3 separate regions of the Mus musculus genome follow, and all the other regions are linked to region 2. A link is a contact called in public HiChIP or PLAC-seq and promoter capture Hi-C data. All regions are on one chromosome and are shown on one strand. The core of a region is the stretch at or near the end of the contact, and the rest is flanking DNA. Distances in the headings are between cores, read along the strand shown. Region 1 holds the start of Hsd3b7 (hydroxy-delta-5-steroid dehydrogenase, 3 beta- and steroid delta-isomerase 7). Region 2 holds the start of Dctpp1 (dCTP pyrophosphatase 1). Region 3 holds the start of Nupr1 (nuclear protein transcription regulator 1).

The links. Promoter capture Hi-C pulls out the DNA fragments that hold promoters and counts their contacts. HiChIP or PLAC-seq counts read pairs in DNA pulled down with a chosen protein or histone mark.
Region 1: an RNA polymerase II HiChIP or PLAC-seq map of embryonic stem cells shows a contact between it and region 2, with 8 read pairs. The contact joins the promoter of Hsd3b7 here to the promoter of Dctpp1 in region 2. A contact is called at or near these places in 3 of 39 promoter capture datasets (liver and pre-B cells), 1 of 484 Hi-C or Micro-C datasets (liver) and 5 of 115 datasets of contacts at active chromatin or transcription factors (bone marrow-derived macrophages, craniofacial prominence, embryonic stem cells and 2 more).
Region 3: a promoter capture Hi-C map of liver shows a contact between it and region 2, with 2.7 times the contacts expected there. The contact joins the promoter of Nupr1 here to the promoter of Dctpp1 in region 2. A contact is called at or near these places in 1 of 39 promoter capture datasets (liver) and 1 of 115 datasets of contacts at active chromatin or transcription factors (pancreatic cancer cells).

The regions. Positions count from the first base shown.
Region 1 is chr7:127,798,615-127,802,189 of GRCm38.p6, forward strand. It overlaps Hsd3b7 (hydroxy-delta-5-steroid dehydrogenase, 3 beta- and steroid delta-isomerase 7), which reads left to right and starts at 1,995. Exons shown (of 7, transcript NM_133943.2): 1 at 1,995-2,100; 2 at 2,461-2,632; 3 at 2,847-3,002; 4 at 3,220-3,328; 5 at 3,400-3,499. The coding sequence starts at 2,467. Setd1a (SET domain containing 1A) reads left to right here. Exons shown (of 19, transcript NM_178029.3): 18 at 477-614; 19 at 692-1,508. The coding sequence ends at 865.
Region 2 is chr7:127,258,474-127,262,090 of GRCm38.p6, forward strand. It overlaps Dctpp1 (dCTP pyrophosphatase 1), which reads right to left and starts at 2,194. Exons shown (of 3, transcript NM_023203.1): 1 at 2,050-2,194; 2 at 885-995. The coding sequence starts at 2,150.
Region 3 is chr7:126,623,842-126,627,735 of GRCm38.p6, forward strand. Nupr1 (nuclear protein transcription regulator 1) reads right to left here and starts at 1,629. Exons shown (of 3, transcript NM_019738.1): 1 at 1,482-1,629; 2 at 1,049-1,192. The coding sequence starts at 1,593. The coding sequence ends at 1,062. All of the region lies in intron 1 of Gm39087 (a long non-coding RNA gene), which reads left to right.

The DNA of each region.
Region 1 (3,575 bases), core at 745-3,244, 540 kb after region 2:
GAGTCCTCACTGCAGAGCTGGTGGTTAGAACTCTGCAAAGGGGGAGGTCACCTAGTGAGAGTGGCAATTGCATTACCTATTTCCTGGGAATAGCTGCCCCTTGCAGCACAAGGCCTTTGTCCTGGCACAGACCATCTGCCATCTGCTCTCACCAGCTGCCCAGTAGGTGCCTGTGTATGAAGGCTAGTCCTAGGAAAGGCTTCAATTCAAGGCATGGCCACTGTCATTTCGGAAGCTGCCCCGGGCCCACAGCATGTTATGGACTCCATCCACTATGGCCACACAGGTTCTCAGAAGAGCCAGTGCTGGTTTCCCCAGAGTCCCCTTCTGCTGACTTTGGATCAGAATGGGTGGGAGCAGGTACACTCAGATGCCGACCCAGTCAACATGGGCCCAGGAACTGGTGGCTTGGCCAGAGGGGAGCAAGTCTAGTCCATGCAGTGGCTGAAGTCTTAGGGCGTGTCTTACTCTCACAGATGGTAGCGGACATGCGGGAAAAGCGCTACGTGCAGGAGGGCATTGGCAGCAGCTACCTTTTCCGGGTGGATCACGACACCATCATTGATGCCACCAAGTGTGGCAACCTCGCCAGGTTCATCAACCACTGCTGCACGGTGCGCTCAGGGCTGGGCCGGGGCTGGGCTGGGCAGGGGTGAGGTGGGGCTGTGGCTTACACTCCCACCTCCTGCAGCCCAACTGCTATGCGAAGGTGATCACCATTGAGTCTCAGAAAAAGATTGTCATCTACTCGAAGCAGCCCATCGGCGTGGATGAGGAGATCACCTACGACTACAAGTTCCCACTAGAAGACAACAAGATTCCGTGTCTGTGCGGCACTGAAAGTTGCCGTGGCTCCCTCAACTGAGGTGGGGCAGGACCGGTGCCCTCACCCCTATTTATTCCCCCTTGGTGCCCTAAGCTCCCAGCACCCCAGCCTTATTGGGCTCAGCAGGGCCCACTGCCCCCACCTTCACGTGGGATAGGGAGCACTGAGGCCAACAAGGGAGCCTCAGTCCTTTGAGGCATCTGCTGCCTCCCCTATGCCCCATGCCCAAACACCCTCTTAATTTTTTTTTCTTTGCGAAGAAGAAGCTGTAAATGTTTTGTAGCTGCCAGCAGCTGTTTCCTGTGGAAACCTGGGGTACCAGCCTGTATAGATGCTATTCTTGGGGGCTGCATAGCCCTTTGCTTCATGTTAATGGGGACTTCCCCTTCTGCCCTATGTGCACCCCGCCCCAGTTTAGGGGTCTCTGGGGCAGTGGCCATGTTCTCCCCCTGGGGGGGCCTTTGGCCCCTAGTCCTGGGAACTCTGTGCCTGGAACCCTGCCTCATCTGTTCCTGCCAGACCCTGTGGGTCACCCTCCCACCCTGGTGTCTCAGGGCTCTGGCTCAGTGGGCCAGGATGGTGGGGGGCAGGCCCTTCTTGTTGGGCTGGATTGTACATAATGTTAATAGTGAAACCCAACACCACATTTTTATAATTGTGATTAAACTTTATTGTACAAAAATGCTTGGTCAGTATCTTTGGGAAGAGCAGACTGGGATGCAAGTTGCCACAGTGGGTGAAGCAGGAGAGAGGGGGAATGGGTGGCTTTGAGTTTGGGGTGAATCAACCTGCAGACCGCAGTGCTGCTTTGGACCAACCACCTAGATACAACAAACATGCCAGATCTGTCTCACTATGGATGCTAGCCAGAATTATGTCAAGATCAGGTTTACCCTGCTCTCCCTCCCAGAACCATAGCTGGTGCTGGGCCTTCAGCCTACTGGGAGACCCAGCAGGAGGGACAAACATATCAGTGATGGGGGCATCCCTTCCCTACCCTATTATCCTGAAATACACTACCAAATGGGCAGGTTCTGTCCTTTGCCTGCCACTGAAGAGTGGACTGGCCACCAGGGGGCACTCTGGCAAGAAAATTCCCTCCAAACCCCCTTGCCCGCCCCTAGGGGTGGAGGCTAGGCTGGTCTCCTTCCTGGAATGGGTCAGGAGGGAGGAGCGAGCGGAAGGAAGGAAGCCTATGTACATCTAGCTGGTCCACCAGTCCAGGACACAACCTCCTCCAGTGGCCAGTTTGTGCGCCCTGGGACTTACTACAGGTAGGCAGAGCTGATACTGAGGCCCAGCTGGCCTGCCTTTTAGCCTGCGCCCTTCCAACCTCCCTATTCAACTCCTTGCTTTCTCTGCCTGTCCTTTAGTAATCTAGTCTTTTTTTTTTTTTTTTTTTTTCCCCCCACCCGCCTCAATCCCTCCCATTCTGCATCCAATTCTAGTGACTCAGCAGTTAGGGTCAGAGGGCAGGGAGCCTTAGTGCTACAGGCACAGAAAACTGCAACCCACCCCTGCTACTCAGCCTCTCCACCCACACTGCTCCCACCTAATGATCCCTTCTATGAAGAACACATGGTTGGAGCAGGTGCTACCAGGCAATTCTAGTGAGCTAAATTCTCTTCCCACAGCTGGGCATGGCAGACTCTGCACAGGTGCCAACACTGGTATACCTGGTCACAGGTGGCTGCGGCTTCCTGGGGGAACATATTGTTCGGATGCTGCTGGAACGGGAGCCCAGGCTCCGGGAGCTGCGTGTCTTTGACCTGCACCTGAGTTCTTGGCTGGAGGAGCTGAAAGCAGGTGACTGGAGTGGGGCAGTAGCAGGAGGTAGGGAGGCCCCATCCCTTCCCAGACTGGGATACCTCAGCTTATGGAAAAGATGATTCCTGTTTGTTCTCCACCAGACAGAGGGGCCGGGTGAGTCATTGGTTCATGTGGCTTCCAGGGTGTGGACAGGCCAAACTCAGCAGCTGGCTAAGGCCCCAGCTCTGACACTGCCTCGGGTCTCCACCAGGGCCTGTGCAGGTGACTGCCATCCAGGGGGATGTGACTCAGGCCCATGAGGTGGCAGCAGCCATGTCTGGATCACATGTGGTCATCCATACAGCTGGGTTGGTGGATGTGTTTGGGAAGGCCAGTCCAAAGACCATCCACAAAGTCAACGTGCAGGGTGAGCTGCTACCTACCTGTTGGCCCCTAGTGTGTGGCCTGCCTCTGACCAGTGATTTTTATGGGAGGGCCTGTCCTTTTTGATAACCTTGTCCATTTACTGCTGTCGAACCCTGTCCTGACCTGATGCGGTTCTCCTTGGACACTGGGGGGGGGGGGGGGGCAGAAGGAGTGAGAGGCGGGAAGACACAGCTTGCGTCTGTCCCTTTCCTCCATAGGCACACAGAATGTGATTGATGCTTGTGTGCAGACTGGCACTCAGTACCTGGTCTACACGAGCAGCATGGAAGTGGTGGGGCCTAACATCAAGGGCCACCCCTTCTACAGGTGAGCTCAGCCCCACTTAATCTTAGAGCCCATTTCCCTCCAGCACTCAGTCTTCTTTCTCCCCTCTCCAGGGGCAATGAAGATACCCCATATGAGGCAGTCCACAGCCATCCCTACCCATGCAGTAAAGCCCTTGCTGAGCAGCTGGTCCTCGAGGCCAATGGAAGGAAGGTACACTGCAAAGATGGGACTTGAGCTGCAGGGGCAGAGCCTGAGTCCCAGGCTTCTTTGCATCCATCTCCAGCCC
Region 2 (3,617 bases), core at 944-3,443:
CCTACCTTCCACAGTTCCATCTTCTACATCATGCCTATGATGGGCCAGATACTTAGGGCATACAGAGAACAAAAACAGATACAAAAATCCTCCCTCTTTCTTGGGAAAGATAATTCTGAATTCTCCCAGATTTTAACTTGCCCCTTCTCTCACTATTAAAAAAAAAAACAAACCAGATTTATTTATTCTGCAGACATATGTAAGCACGTGTTTGCATGTATACTATGCATATGCAGGAACCTTTAAGGCTAGAAAAGAGTGTCAGATCCCCTGAAACTGGAGTTATGGGACGTTGTGACCTGGCACAGGGGTGCTGGGAACTGACTCAGCTCTTCTGCAAGAGCAGGAAGTGCTCATCAGCACTGAGACATCTCAGCAGCCCCTGCACTACCTTTGTAAAGGAAGTTCTCTGTCTGGCAGGCCACCCTTTTAAATTCCTTATTTCAGCCTTACACAGAGGTAAAATGCCGGTGACAACTGTTCACCACCCCCGTCCCCATATACCTTCTTTTTTCCTTTGAGACAGGGTCTCTCTGTGTACCCCTGGCTGTCATAAAACTCATGCTGTAAAGCAGGCTGGCCTCAAAGTTACATATTCACCTGCCTGCCTTCTGAATACTGGATTAAAAACGTGCACCACCACAGCCCTGCTGACAACTGTTCTTCTTAGACCTAGGTCTGCCTCACTGTTTCTACATTTCACTCTCCCTGGAAACTGTCCCCAGCACCCACCAGGGCTGGGACTCGTCTGTCATCTCTGTATCCCTAGCAGCAGCACAGAATACAGCAGTAAGGAAAATAAAACCAACCACAGTTTTTGAGGCTAAAATACATTGTTTCCCCAACCCCAAACAGCCTCTTCCAGGAAGACTCCATCTACTCACAAGAGTTCTGCCAGCTCGCCCACTTCTCCCACCAAGGCTAGCAGCAGGTTCCGAGGCTGGTGGAACTGCTCCCAGTCCCGCTCAGCTGCAAACTCTGCATGGAGGCGTCGGCTGGAATAAAGTAAAGGGGTGGAGGTTCAAGTCTCAGGGTTAGAGGACAAGACGCAGGTGCCTGGCATACATCTAGAAAGGGCATGGGACTCTGAATCCTACAGTCAAACATCTTGGATGTCCTTATGTTACTAACTTTTAACAAGACTTTTTAAAAAAGATTTATTTACCTATTTTATGTTTGTGAGTACACTGACACTCTTCTCAGACACGCCAGAAGAGGGCATCAGATCCCATTACAGATGGTTGTGAGCCACCATGTATGTGGTTGCTGGGAACTGAACTCATGAACTCAGGACCTCTGGAAGAGCAGTCAGTGCTCTTTAACCACTGAGCCATCTCTCCAGCCCTAACAAGCCTTTCATTGGGGTTGGGGGTGGTGTTCAAGACAGGGTTTCTCTGTGTAGCCCTGGCTGTTCTGGAACTCACTCTGTAGACCAGGCTGGCCTCAAACTCAGAAATCCACCTGCCTCTGCCTCCCAAATGCTGGGACTAAAGGTGTTCGCCACCACTGCCCGGCTAAGACTTTCTTATCATCTGGAAATGAACGTGCCCCTGTACAGATTTTAACCTCAAGCCAAATTAAGCAACACCCTTTATTATTCCATTTTCCTACTGCTACTTCTTCCGGTACTCCACCTTAACGCCCCTATCTCCACACATCTAGGTCTAACTAACTCACAGGATGCAGTTTTGAGACACTGCCCACTGGGGCCTTCCTTGACATTCTGCAAGAAAAAAGAATTCTACACTTCAGCTTCCCCTGTCCAACTACCCATCTCTCCTGGGGTGCAGAGGTTCTAACAGACCTCTGTTATCTCTCCAAGGTTGTATTAAAGGTTGGTACTTAACATGCCCGGGGGCGTCACCCAATTTCCCCGGCCTCAGGTGTGCACTGTGCACATAATGTTTATTTAGCTAGGTTCTCCAGAGGTCAGCCAGGAGGACCCGGATGGCCTCGGACGTGTTGTTCTTCTGGACCACGTGGAGGGACCCTCCTCATTACCACAAAAAGGTTAGTTTCTCCATCCGAGGACGGACAAGGACTGCTTACATGTCCTCAAGCGTGGGCTCCGGACTGAATCTGAACGGGCGGGCAGCAGCAGAGTCTTCTTGTCCCACAGTACCGCGCTCACCGTCACCAGCCGTGGACATTCCGCCCACTAGTCCAACCCGCGCGGGAGCGGACCCCGCGCCGCGCTCGGAGCCGCCTCCAGAGTTCTGACCAATCACGGCTTCTCAGTGCGTTCCCGGGGCGGAGCCGGAGGAGGACCCAGTCATATACGTGAATTTTAGCTACGGCCCGCCCCTTCTCCGGCCTGAACCAATCTGAAGGGAGTTTCAAGTGTATTTTCTCCTTCTGTGCCCTCGAGTTCTTCCGCCCAGGCGAAACTTCTTAAAGGGACAGGTACAAATTCAATCTGGGAAAGACAGTAGAACAGAAAGCCTAATGCGACGTGACTTGCTTAATGGGCGCCAGATGGCGCCAAAGTGAAATGGCAGGCGCGGAGGAGGCGGGTCCACTGAGAGCAAAAACCCTACAAGTGAAGGACCCAGCATGTGCGTGGTCATTTCACGTGGACGGCCTTCACACAATTTGAAAGAGATTGATGAGAAAAACTGCATACTTCCAGAGAGGGGGAGGACCCAGTCTTTGTAACCCATTTCAGCGTCCTACACCAGTGGATTCCAATGATTGCAAGCAATCCTACAGGGAGAGGAAGGCATACCTCCTCTTCGCGTTTACGTGACACTGACATTTGTAGCAGGTAGATAGGGTATGACCTCTTTCCCATGGGTCACTATCACAGCCTTACACAATGCACAAGAGGACACCAAGCTCGTTTACACTGGCTAGGTTTTGAAGCCTGTTTTCTTTTAAAAGACTTGTTTTTATTCTCTCTCTCTCTCTCTCTCTCAATCTCTCTCTCTCCCTCTCTCTCTCTCTCTCCATATTTACATGTATGTCTTTGGACCCCTTGTGTGCCCGTGCCCAGGACAGCCAGAAGAAGATGTCGGATCCAGGATTAGAACTGTGGTTCTCTGCAAGAGCAACAAGTGGTCTTATCCTTAGAGCCATCTTTCCAGACCCGTAAGATTTTTTTTTCTCCTTAAGAACCTTAAGAATTACAAAGAAAATTATGTATATGCGTGTGTCCAGGTATGTGCATTGGGTGTGTGCACATGAGTTGTTAGCAAAGGTCAGAGATGTAGAATCCCCTGGAACTAGAGTTATCAGTGGTTATGAAGTACCAAACCCTGATCCCTCTATAAGAGGAGCAAAGTTGTTTGTGATAGGCTTTCACTGTATAGTCTTGGCTATCCTGGAACTCACTCTGTAGACCAGGCTGGCCTCAAACTCACAGAGCTCCACCTGCCTCTGTCTCCTGAGTGCTAGGATTAACGTGTGTGCCACCATCACCAGGCAGGTAACAAAGGTTTTCAACTGCTCAGCTATCAGCACTGCACACCCTTTCTCAATTTTTTGTTTGTTTGTTTGTTTCGAGACAGGGTTTCTCTGTGTAGCCCTGGCTGTCCTGGAACTCACTCTGTAGACCAGGCTGGCCTCAAACTCAGAAATCCACCTGCCTCTGCCTCACAAGTGCTGGGATTAAAGGCATG
Region 3 (3,894 bases), core at 379-2,878, 640 kb before region 2:
TTTTGTTTTGGTTTTGGTTTTTGTTTTTTGTATTTTGTTTTTTCGAGACAGGTTTCTCTGTATAGCCCTGGCTGTCCTGGAACTCACTTCTTAGACCAGGCTGTCCTTGAACTCAGAAATCCATCTGCCTCTGCCTCCCAAGTGCTGGGATTAAAGGCGTGTGCCACCACTGTCCGGCCAACACTATTTTTTTCATTTATTGATATGCCAATGTGTTTGCATGCATGTGCGCACATGCGTATTCTCGTGTGCTACTTTGAGCATATGGAAGTCGGTGGACATTGGGGGCACAGAGGTCCTTGTACTCAAGAGAAGCACTAAGAACCAGAAGTTTTAATCATGCCGTGTGTCTCCTCAATGCAGGAGATAAAGTCAAATACCTGCATTCCACTCAGAAATCTGAGAGTGGATTTTGTTAACAACCTGGTGAGCTTTTGGCTCTGTGTGGAGTCAGACCTCCCCAGCTTTTGCTATAGAAGCCGACCTCACTCAAGTTCTCCAGAATGATAATCCCAGACTCTCCCCTCCCTAGACCATTACCCACTCTTAGGAGAGATGTCACATCTGCCTGATGACCTCCATGCTATTGGTCAGAGACCACTCTAGATTCTAGGCCTTTAGCTCTAGAACCCACCCTCATGGAGTTTCAGTGTAGTCACACCTCAAGCTTTATTGTGCTCCTGGAATTGAACTGATGGACCTGACTGTTGCCTAGAAACCTCTTCCCAAATTGTACTGTGTTTTAAATATGCTGACAGTGAACCGCCTGGCGTTAGATGCCCTGAAATCTGATCCAAGCTGATGGAATTCGGTCTGAATGGGGTTTTCATTCTTATCACTTCCCTGCCTGGACATCTATCTGCAGGGCTCCCTGGGAACACAGCTTGCAGTTGGTTCTCTCCCCTTTCATCACTCGAGTCCCAGAGATCAAGCACAGGTTGTCCTGCTTGCCTGCAAGAGCCTCTACCTGCAGCGCCATCTCACCAGGACCAGCTTTTGGCTCCCCGCTTCCCGCTCGGCACACTTAGGCCCGGCTCTCCCGACTCACCTCCAGCTCCGTCTCAGCGCCAGGCTTTTTTCCTTTCAGAGTTCTGGAACTTGGTCAGCAGCTTCCTCTCATGCCCGCCAGGGCTAGGGCGGTTGGTATTGGCAGCAGCTTCTCTCTTGGTCCGACCTTTCCGACCTCCCCCGACTGGTGGAGCAGGAGGTAGAGGAGGTGTGTGAGGTTAGGACAGGCATATAAATGGCCAGAGTGGGGCGGTCACGTCTTCACGTCTGAAGCACTCTATCCTTGCTGTTTACTCAAGTATAGAATGAGAGATGCTCACTTGTGAGTTCTTGGGGCTAAGGGAGACAGAACTCAGTAGATGAGACTAGAAGGGGTTACTTGGGAGTTGGGAATAGATTAGCTAGGAAAGGTAAACCGGGGTACCCAGTGAGAAGCAGATGGGCTGACCAAGGAGCTACCACGAAAACCTTACCGACACAGGGATGGGCCAGGCTGTACTGATCATATTCATCCAGGATTCCATCTTCATCCTCTAGGTTTAGAGGTTGCTGGGAAGGGTTGGCTGTTGGTGGCAAGGTGGCCATTATGCCTAGTCTGCTCTCTCCAAAGTCTTGCCTGTGTCTCCTTGTCTGAATGTCTGCCCTCTCCCAGTTTCTCACCCTACTTATAACGCTGTCTCCTCCCTAAACCACGGGGTTGGCCCCCGCCCTCCAAGCCCTGTCTGATGCAATCTGGCCCTTTCCCAGAACTGGGCCCATAGACAGCAGTCCTGAGCAGAGAGGAGCACCCTCCCCTCCCTCCTCCCTCACAGGACTCACCCAAGCACAGCTGTGTTTTTCCACGTGGAAAGCTCTCGCCTCAGGGGCGGAGGAAGCAGACAGGATCTGGGCACAGTCTTTGGGATATTGGCCAGGGAGAGCAGAGGGCCTCAGATAGGCCAGTCCTTCCTATCATTTCAGCCTCTGCCACAAGCCCCTCCTGGGCCTGGGTCATAGTTAGACAGACAGACAGACAGACAGACAGACACACACACACACACACACACACACACACACACACACACTGTAGTCTGGTTCAGATTCAGGAGGTAGTGGCAGCATACATACTGAAAAGGGAGGGAGGAGGGACACTGACCCACTTCTTGCTTGGTCAGCAGTTCCTGTCACACCCAAGGCTTCTATTTTTGTGAAAAGTCCCCTTCAACAGAGTCCCCAGGGACTTCTTCCTCATGCAAGATGGAGGATAGCTAGCTGGTAGAGACAGCAAATACCCTGGATTCCACACTCTGATTCCTGATCCACCTCCCTCTACCTTTCTTTCTGACAGAATCCTTCTATGGAGCCCAGGTTAGCCCTTGAACTTGCAATTCTCTGGCCTCCTCATCCTAAATGCTGGGATCACAAGTCAGCTCAGATCCAGTGTTTCCTGCTGTGTGACCTTGGACACGTCACTTTCCCTCTCTGATTGCTTCAGGTTCCCCCTTTAACAGAGGATAACTCTATCTGGCTCTGTTGGTGAGAGGTTGCAGACTCATGAGGCCTGGAAAACCTTCACAAGCGGGAACAGTGTAAGGATTAGTCACAACTTCCCATGGGTTCCCATACAGTGCCCTTGCCTTGACCCTCCCCCCTCAAAAAAAAAAAGGGTGGAGAAAAGGAATTTAAAATAAAATATTGTGTGTTGGCAAGATGACTCAATGGGTAAAGTACTTGCCACCAAGCCTGACAACCTGAGTTTATCGGTTTCCAGGACCCATACAGTATGGGAGAGAAAAATGTCCCATAAATTGTCCTCTGACCCTCACATTCCTATCCATGTACACACACAATAAATACGTGTGACTTCTAAAATTTAAATAATATATTGAGGGCAGAATGAAATAAACAGGTATTTGTGCTTTGATACCCCCTGCCTTGTTTTTTAGGCAGTCTCACTGTTTTAGCTGTGGCTGGCTAAGAACTTGCTCTGTAGGCCAGATTTGAGTCTAGTGTTGAACTCAGAGATCAACCTGCCTTTGACTCCTGAGTGCCAGGTTTAAAGGTGTGCATCACCACACCCAGCCAGTATGAATCAAGTGTGAACTAATAGTAAGCTTTTTCAGTCCATACTAGCTTCCCTTGGGTTGTTTGATAAGAATTAGTATGAATTTTAAGTTCAAATAAAAAGCATGTGAAATGAAATTTTCTACTTTTTTTTTATTTTAAAAAAAGTTTTCATACAATGTATTCTGATCAAGGTTTCTTTTCTCCAACTCCTCCCAGACCCTCCCCATGCCCCCAAATTTTACTCTATAGGAAACGAACAGGTGAATCATCATTGTCACCGTCGTCGTCGTCAGAAATATGAATGAAAAAATTAAAAAGCAGAGGCCATGCGGCTCCTGGGTATGGTGGAGAAGGTTTAGTGTAGACATGAGGGAGAGCACAAGCAGAGCTATCTGCAAGAGTCCAGAGTGAACATGGCCAGCAGACTTAACAGGGCCTGTGGGAGACAGAGAGAGAAAGAGACAGGGGGAAGAGAAGAGAGGAGGGTCGACAGAGGAACCTTGGACCAAGTGGCCAAGAGGCAAAAAACAAACAAACAAAAAAACAAAAAAACCTGAGAACCCAGAGACCAAGAGGTAATAAAAAGGCAAAGATACTAGCATAGTCATCTTATTTAGGAATCAGAGAAACTGTGGGAAGGGAGAGTTTAGGGTAGCATGTGGGGTATACCAGCCAGGACAGCTCCGTAATAGGTGCTGGCAATGCTGAGAGAGGCAGGCTGACAGCATCTGCCCTGATATGTTAATAGGCACTTCAGTTAGCCATTTGTCCAGGGGTTGAGTCCTAACAAAACACACACACACACAAATCCATAAAAACACAAAATCAGAAACTATAATA